Linked DNA regions of Sus scrofa: region 2 is linked to region 1. The links are chromatin contacts, called in public HiChIP or PLAC-seq maps. All regions are on one chromosome and are shown on one strand. The core of a region is the stretch at or near the end of the contact, and the rest is flanking DNA. Distances in the headings are between cores, read along the strand shown. Region 1 overlaps EYA3 (eyes absent homolog 3). Region 2 overlaps DNAJC8 (dnaJ homolog subfamily C member 8).

What was found. HiChIP or PLAC-seq counts read pairs in DNA pulled down with a chosen protein or histone mark.
Region 2: a contact with region 1 is called in an H3K27ac HiChIP or PLAC-seq map of alveolar macrophages. The contact joins two enhancer-like sites. A contact is called at or near these places in 1 of 47 Hi-C or Micro-C datasets (embryonic fibroblasts) and 1 of 2 datasets of contacts at active chromatin or transcription factors (alveolar macrophages).

What each region holds. Positions count from the first base shown.
Region 1 is chr6:85,100,879-85,103,854 of Sscrofa11.1, forward strand. It overlaps EYA3 (eyes absent homolog 3), which reads right to left. Exons shown (of 18, transcript XM_021095661.1): 17 at 1,212-1,312. Among named protein-coding and RNA genes, the nearest start is that of XKR8, 18 kb to the left of the region's middle. Within about 2 kb of position 1,448, at least 2 of the 83 cell types and tissues checked have an H3K27ac peak or open chromatin away from gene starts, as enhancers often do. A contact at or near this core is called in alveolar macrophages, where this site is marked.
Region 2 is chr6:85,289,522-85,292,612 of Sscrofa11.1, forward strand. DNAJC8 (dnaJ homolog subfamily C member 8) reads right to left here. Exons shown (of 10, transcript XM_003356239.4): 4 at 2,410-2,466. Among named protein-coding and RNA genes, the nearest start is that of DNAJC8, 16 kb to the right of the region's middle. Within about 2 kb of position 1,385, at least 1 of the 83 cell types and tissues checked has an H3K27ac peak or open chromatin away from gene starts, as enhancers often do. A contact at or near this core is called in alveolar macrophages, where this site is marked.

The DNA.
Region 1 (2,976 bases), core at 198-2,697:
TAATGCCAACTGATTACCAATGTCAGAGTTTATTAACAGCTGCTGAAGGTTTTGTGTGTTAACTGGATGGAGAAAATCAGAACAGATGGTCCTCAGTTGGCAACCTACTGTCTACAAGTCTAAGAATAAGGTTGCTAGAAAAAAAGTGGGATAGAGAGGGAAAGAACTTCTACAGAAGACTCAAAGAGAATAAGTAAATTGTCCAAAGTCACACAGCTAATAAATGGGTGAGATATGAACTATCTGATTTTAGATTCCACAGCTAAAACTTTGTTGTTGTTGTTGCTGTGGCACATAGCAGCTTGATGTGGGATCTCAGTTTCCAGGCCAGGGATTGAACCCAGGCTGCAGCGGTGCGGAGAAAGCACTGAGTCCGAACCACTAGACCATCAGGGAACTCCCCTCCATAACCAAGACTTTTAAAATCTACTGTTTCCGGGGTTAAGAAAGGATGACCTGGAGTTGGGATCTCCAGTGAGGAGGTTAATATCAGAACCATCTTTCTAGGGCGCAGGAGGAGGAAGGACTTCTCTAAATAAACAACTCCCAATTGATTGCACTGGTTTTTTAAGGCTCCAAAGCCTGGAAAGGTCCAAATGATTGGCCTCTAAGCAGTTAAGTCTCATGCTCCCGAGAAGGCACTGCCCTCTAAGATGAAGCTGCAAAATGGGGCCCACATCAGGTTTAATGATGGGGGCCCTTGAAGGAGGGCTCAAAGATTTTATGATTTTTAGAGTGGTAGAAAGGAAGGGGAAGAGGAGGATGTAACACTTTAAAGGGAAAACTCGGAGTTCCTCTCATGGCGCAGCAGAAATGAATCCAACTAGGAACCATGAGGTTTCGGGGTCGATCCCTGGGTTAAGGATCTGGTGTTGCTGTGAGCTGTGATGTAGGTCACAGACACGGCTCGGATCTGGCGTTGCTGTGGCTGTGGCATAGGCCGGGAGCTGTAGCTCCGATTCGACTCCTAGCCAGGGAACCTCCATATGCTGCAGGTGTGGCCCTAAAAATACAAAAGACAAAAAAAAAAAAAAAAGGGAAAACTCCACATGGGGAAAAAGAACGTTTCTTTTTCTTTAAAGTGAGAGAGGAAGAGGAAGAAGGGCAAACACTGTGTGTGCACAACAGATTGCTAAAATTTCTGAGTTTCACCATTTTTTCCAATTGCTCAGTGCATTCCCAACACAGACTATTTTCTTTACCATCGTTACCTGTTTGGCTGCAATTTCTTCATCTCGTCCATCTCCAATCACTACGTATGTGACTTTCTTTCCAAACCTTGACACAATTCTCTCGAAGCAGCTCTCCTTACCTGATGAGAAAGAAAAATTTCTTGTTAGGACATTCCTCCCTATCTTTTTTCCAATACCAAAGCAAAGGGCTGCTGTGAGGTTTACCTGCTTGTGCCTAGAGAAAATAGGGCAGCCCATGCGGTTTGCCTGGTGGGGATTAGGGGTGGCAACCAGAGATCCAGCAGGCCCTCTGCCCAAATAAGGTGGAACTGTGCCATTCATAATGTGGAATTGTGCCATTCATAATGTGGAATTGTGCCATTCATACACCAACACACTTTCTAGGCACTGTGCTCTCCAGGTTCTTATTTTAACTTTCACACTAAGGGCGAAGTCCCTAAGACCTTAGAGTGGGGAGTTTCAATAAAAGCAGAATGAGAGCTGTGCACACCAGCTTCCTCTTCCACAGCTCCTATACTTTACAGCATACAAGGCAGTTTTCAAGTTATTCTTTCACTTAATTCTCAAAATAATCTGGTGAGATGGGTCCCATCTGCTATTTTAACAGATGAAAATGGATCCAAAGGATTAGTGACTTGTTCCAGATCACAAACAAGCTAGTAGCTAGAATCTGAGCTCCTGACTCCAAGTCTAGGCTCTGGTCATTGCGCTGTGATGAAAGGATGTTTTTTTTGGAGAGGAAACTATTAGTTAAAAAAAAAGAAGTGGAAGCCCCTGATTTCTAGTTAGTAATAAGGAACAAAGAGCCATTTCCTTCCAATTCTACATTTCCCAGAAAGTCCTAGGCCTGGGTTTTATGTCTTTCAGGAGGGGAGGAGCCCCAGAGTACCACTGAATATGACAACAGCATTTGTCACATTTGGAATTTTCTATTACACTGTGTAATTGCAACTGAGATACTGTATCACTGAAACTGACCTTGGGAAATGGCTGATTTAAGTCCACTGAAGATGGTTCTCAGAAGCACGGCAATGTAACAAATTCAAATCCTACCTGGAACCAATACCTAAAACATGCACAGATGATACTGCTATGGCAAAGACACTGTATTTGCATAAATCCATAAAAAGGAAATTATTTCTCTTCCTCTTCCTTCACCATCTCTTATGCTTTATTTCCCTGCTTCTGCCACTTTCTTCTGAGCAAGGCCCTAACTTTGCTTCTTTTTTTCATCCTGCTCCATTAACCTTCTCATCTTTTCTTCTTGCCAGATTCAGTGACTTAGCACAAGAGTTCCTGTGTGAATAAGAAAAAGTGCCTCTTCCTCAAGCATTTGACTACCATCTGCTGGAAAACTTCTGTAAGAAACATATAAATATACAAATACACAAATCTAAGATGACTACATCATAATGGACAAGAACCTATATATGCACACTCAGAAGGCCTGGCTGGTACATCTGAGCAACTGCAAGTTTATGACATCCCTAGCCCAGGTGGCACCTCAAACCTGGACCAGATGCTGGTTCACTTGGGGCTTCAGTCTCCCACTCTTAATACAAGGTTTGGCTTTGGTACACTTAGATCCCTTTCATTGGGGGACAACAGTGTTGTCATGCCTTACATTCACATCAGGCATTCAACTGATGTTTGCTAAGTAAATACACATTAATTTCATGGGGATGATTCAGGGGATGACTTTAGTCCACGTTTTGAGCCTCAATTTAAACATTAAATAATTCAACAAATAACGAATTCTTAGTATGTTCTTACTAAGTGTTAA
Region 2 (3,091 bases), core at 135-2,634, 190 kb after region 1:
CCCACAGCATGCAGAAATTCCCAGGCCAAGGATCAAACCCATGGCACAGCAATGACAACATTGGATCCTTGACCAAGGAATCCCATTTTATTCTTTCTTTTTAAAATGTAATTAAAATTTCTTGGATTTCCCATCGTGGCACAGTAGAAACGAATCCAACTAGGAACCATGAGGTTGTGGGTTCAACCCCTGGCCTCACTCAGTGGGTTAAGGATCCAGCGGTGCCATGAGCTGTGGTGTAGGTCACAGATGGGGCTCGGATCTGGCGTTGCTGTGGCTATGGCTTAGGCCGGCAGCTATGGCTCTGATTAGACCCTTAGCCTGGGAACCTCCATGTGCCACAGGTGTGGCCCTAAAAAGAAAAAATAAAATAAATAAAATAAACTAAAATAAAATAAAATTTCTATCATAAAAAATTTTAAAAACAAAAACCCCCAAGGTAACTCTTTCAGACAGCCTGGGTTAAGACCACAGGTGACTCTTTCAGACAGCCTAGGTTAAGAACCACTGACCTACTCTCACCGATAAAAACAGTGCGAAAAGAGGGACTACGTTCGGGGAGGACAGCAAGTGGGAATCTAAGGCTAAATCCAGCATGACTAGAGCCTGAATCCTGGGTTCTAATTCCAACTTCAATCACCTACTAGCTGTGAGACCTCAAGCAATTCACTTAATCTAGCTCTGCCCCAGTTTCCTCCTTTGTAAATGGGACAATACTATATACCTATATCTCACTGTGTTGTTACAAGGACGAAACAAGATAATGCAAGTAAAGAACTTACTGTCTAACACGCACTAACAATAGCACATGAAACGGACATACCATATGCCAAGACCTAGTATAAGTGCGGTATGTGCGCTACACCTCATGCAAATCCTTACACCAACCCTAGATGGAGTCACCATCATCATGTGCATTTTACAAATAAGTGCATTTTACAGGGCACAGAAAGGTTAAGAGTAACTTGCCAAAGCTCACACTGCCTGTAAGATGTACAGCCAAGACTGACACTCAAGCCATACAGCTCTAGCACCCACGTTCTTAACTACCTGGCCGGATTAATGACTAAATAAGAACGTAGTTACTGAGTTATTTGTATGATTACATAAAGATCTTAAAAGTTTTGACTATGAATTTGAATGATTGCTCATTTAATTGGGAAAGACCTCTAATACATTATATTTGAAAACCTGAAATTTCAGGAAAAGGTAAAAAAGTTAAACACAAGTCCAGAGTGTAACTCAGGAAGAAAAAAAGCTATCAAGTTATATAATGGGAAATGATTGAGTAGGCAAAGATAAAAAACACCTTGGCTTAATAGTAGATCAGAAGTGATTATGAGTCAGCAATGTGGGGGCAATGACTGTACTGAACGAGCAACCACCAACACTGGATATTAACAAGTCTGTCATGCAGGCGCTGAGAATTAGAGTCAGCACTGGTCAGGCCCTATTAAAATAGGAAGTACATAAGAGATATGCTAAGGAAAAAAATTTTTTTAAAGACATGAAATACAGAGAAAATCCAATTTGCAAAGGGCTAGGGGGTTGCTCAGCTATCAAAACTGAAAGAGTGTTTTTAAAAAGGCTACTGGGAGTTCCCAGCATGATGCTGCAGAAAGAAATCTGACTAGGAACCATGAGGTTTGCAGGTTCAATCCCTGGCCTTGCTCAGTGGGTTAAGGATCTGGCGTTGCCATGAGATGTGGCATAGGCCGGCAGCTACAGCTCTGATTAGACCCCTAGCCTGGGAACCTCCATATGCCCCGGGTACAAAAGACAAAAATAAATAAATAAAAGTAAAAAAGGCTACTAATATGTAAACCAGCTATAATGAAAAAAAAATAATTATATAAAAAATGAAAAAAAAAGGCTACCATAAAACTTTATAGCATGAGTTATTAAATATTAGAAAAGGCAAGAATCAGAGGTTATAGATCTCCTTTCCTAGAAAATTTTCAGAAAGCATTCTTTATATTAAACCAAGTATCTTCTGAGTATTCATATGTAAGTTTGCAGAGGACAGAATTATTGAGGAATGAGATCTCAAAACCAGAAAACTATTATGAATTGTTTAACATGTTCTCCCCTAGAAGCTAGGGCATTTGCTAAGAATGATTCCATGTAAGCTCTATTATTCCACTTTGTACTTCTCCCACAATTAAGGGGATGGAAAGATTCTATTTGGATATAAAATTCATCCTTTTCACAGGTAAGCTATAGTCATTAAATTGTTTAAGATTTTTACACCACTGTAGACTTTTTAAAGAGTTACATAGCCTTTAAAAAAAAGGGGAGGGGGTTAAATTTTGGCCAAAAAGTCATAATAGCAAGTCCTAAGAGAATCACATGCTTAGTACATTTTCAAAAGGTTCAAACTCCATCTATTACAGGAACATAGTACCATACCTGCCGAAACCTCTTTTTTATTTCTTCATCTGTCACTTCAGGATCTATCTGAAGAACCTGGAAGAATCAAAATCAAAACTGTAAAAGAGATTTTAAAAATTTATAAACTTAAGACATGCTCAATAATTATACACATTATAATTAGTATCTAGAACAGTACTCAGCCTTCTAGAATAATGCCTGGCATATAGTTCTAAAAAATGTTTAAGAAATATAAATGAGTAAGCCAATAACAAAATAGTAGCTATAGTGTTTTAGGGTTTTCTATTAATACAGTGGTTATATTTACTCCATCAGAAAAATAATATACTACCCTACACCCAGGGATATGTTTCCAGACCATGAGAAAAATGTTCCATTCTCCTTCATTCATTAAGAAAAGTACCCACCCCCCACTTATCTTTGTATATGCAGACAACGCATAGCAACTCAACAGGGAAATAATTAGGCTGGCAACCTTTCGTCTCAATCCAAAAATGCCCACTTGGCTCCACTTTATATCTATAACTTACATGGCCCAATGGTTCCCAACCCAGAGTAGGAATCTGAGAGCAATGCCTGGGGCTCACTGTAGGAAAGTCTAATTCCACTACAGCCATGCAACTCTGAACACGCCAGATCTCATCTGATCTTGGAAGCTAAGCAGGGTTGGGCCTGGTTACTACTTGGATTGGAGGAAAAT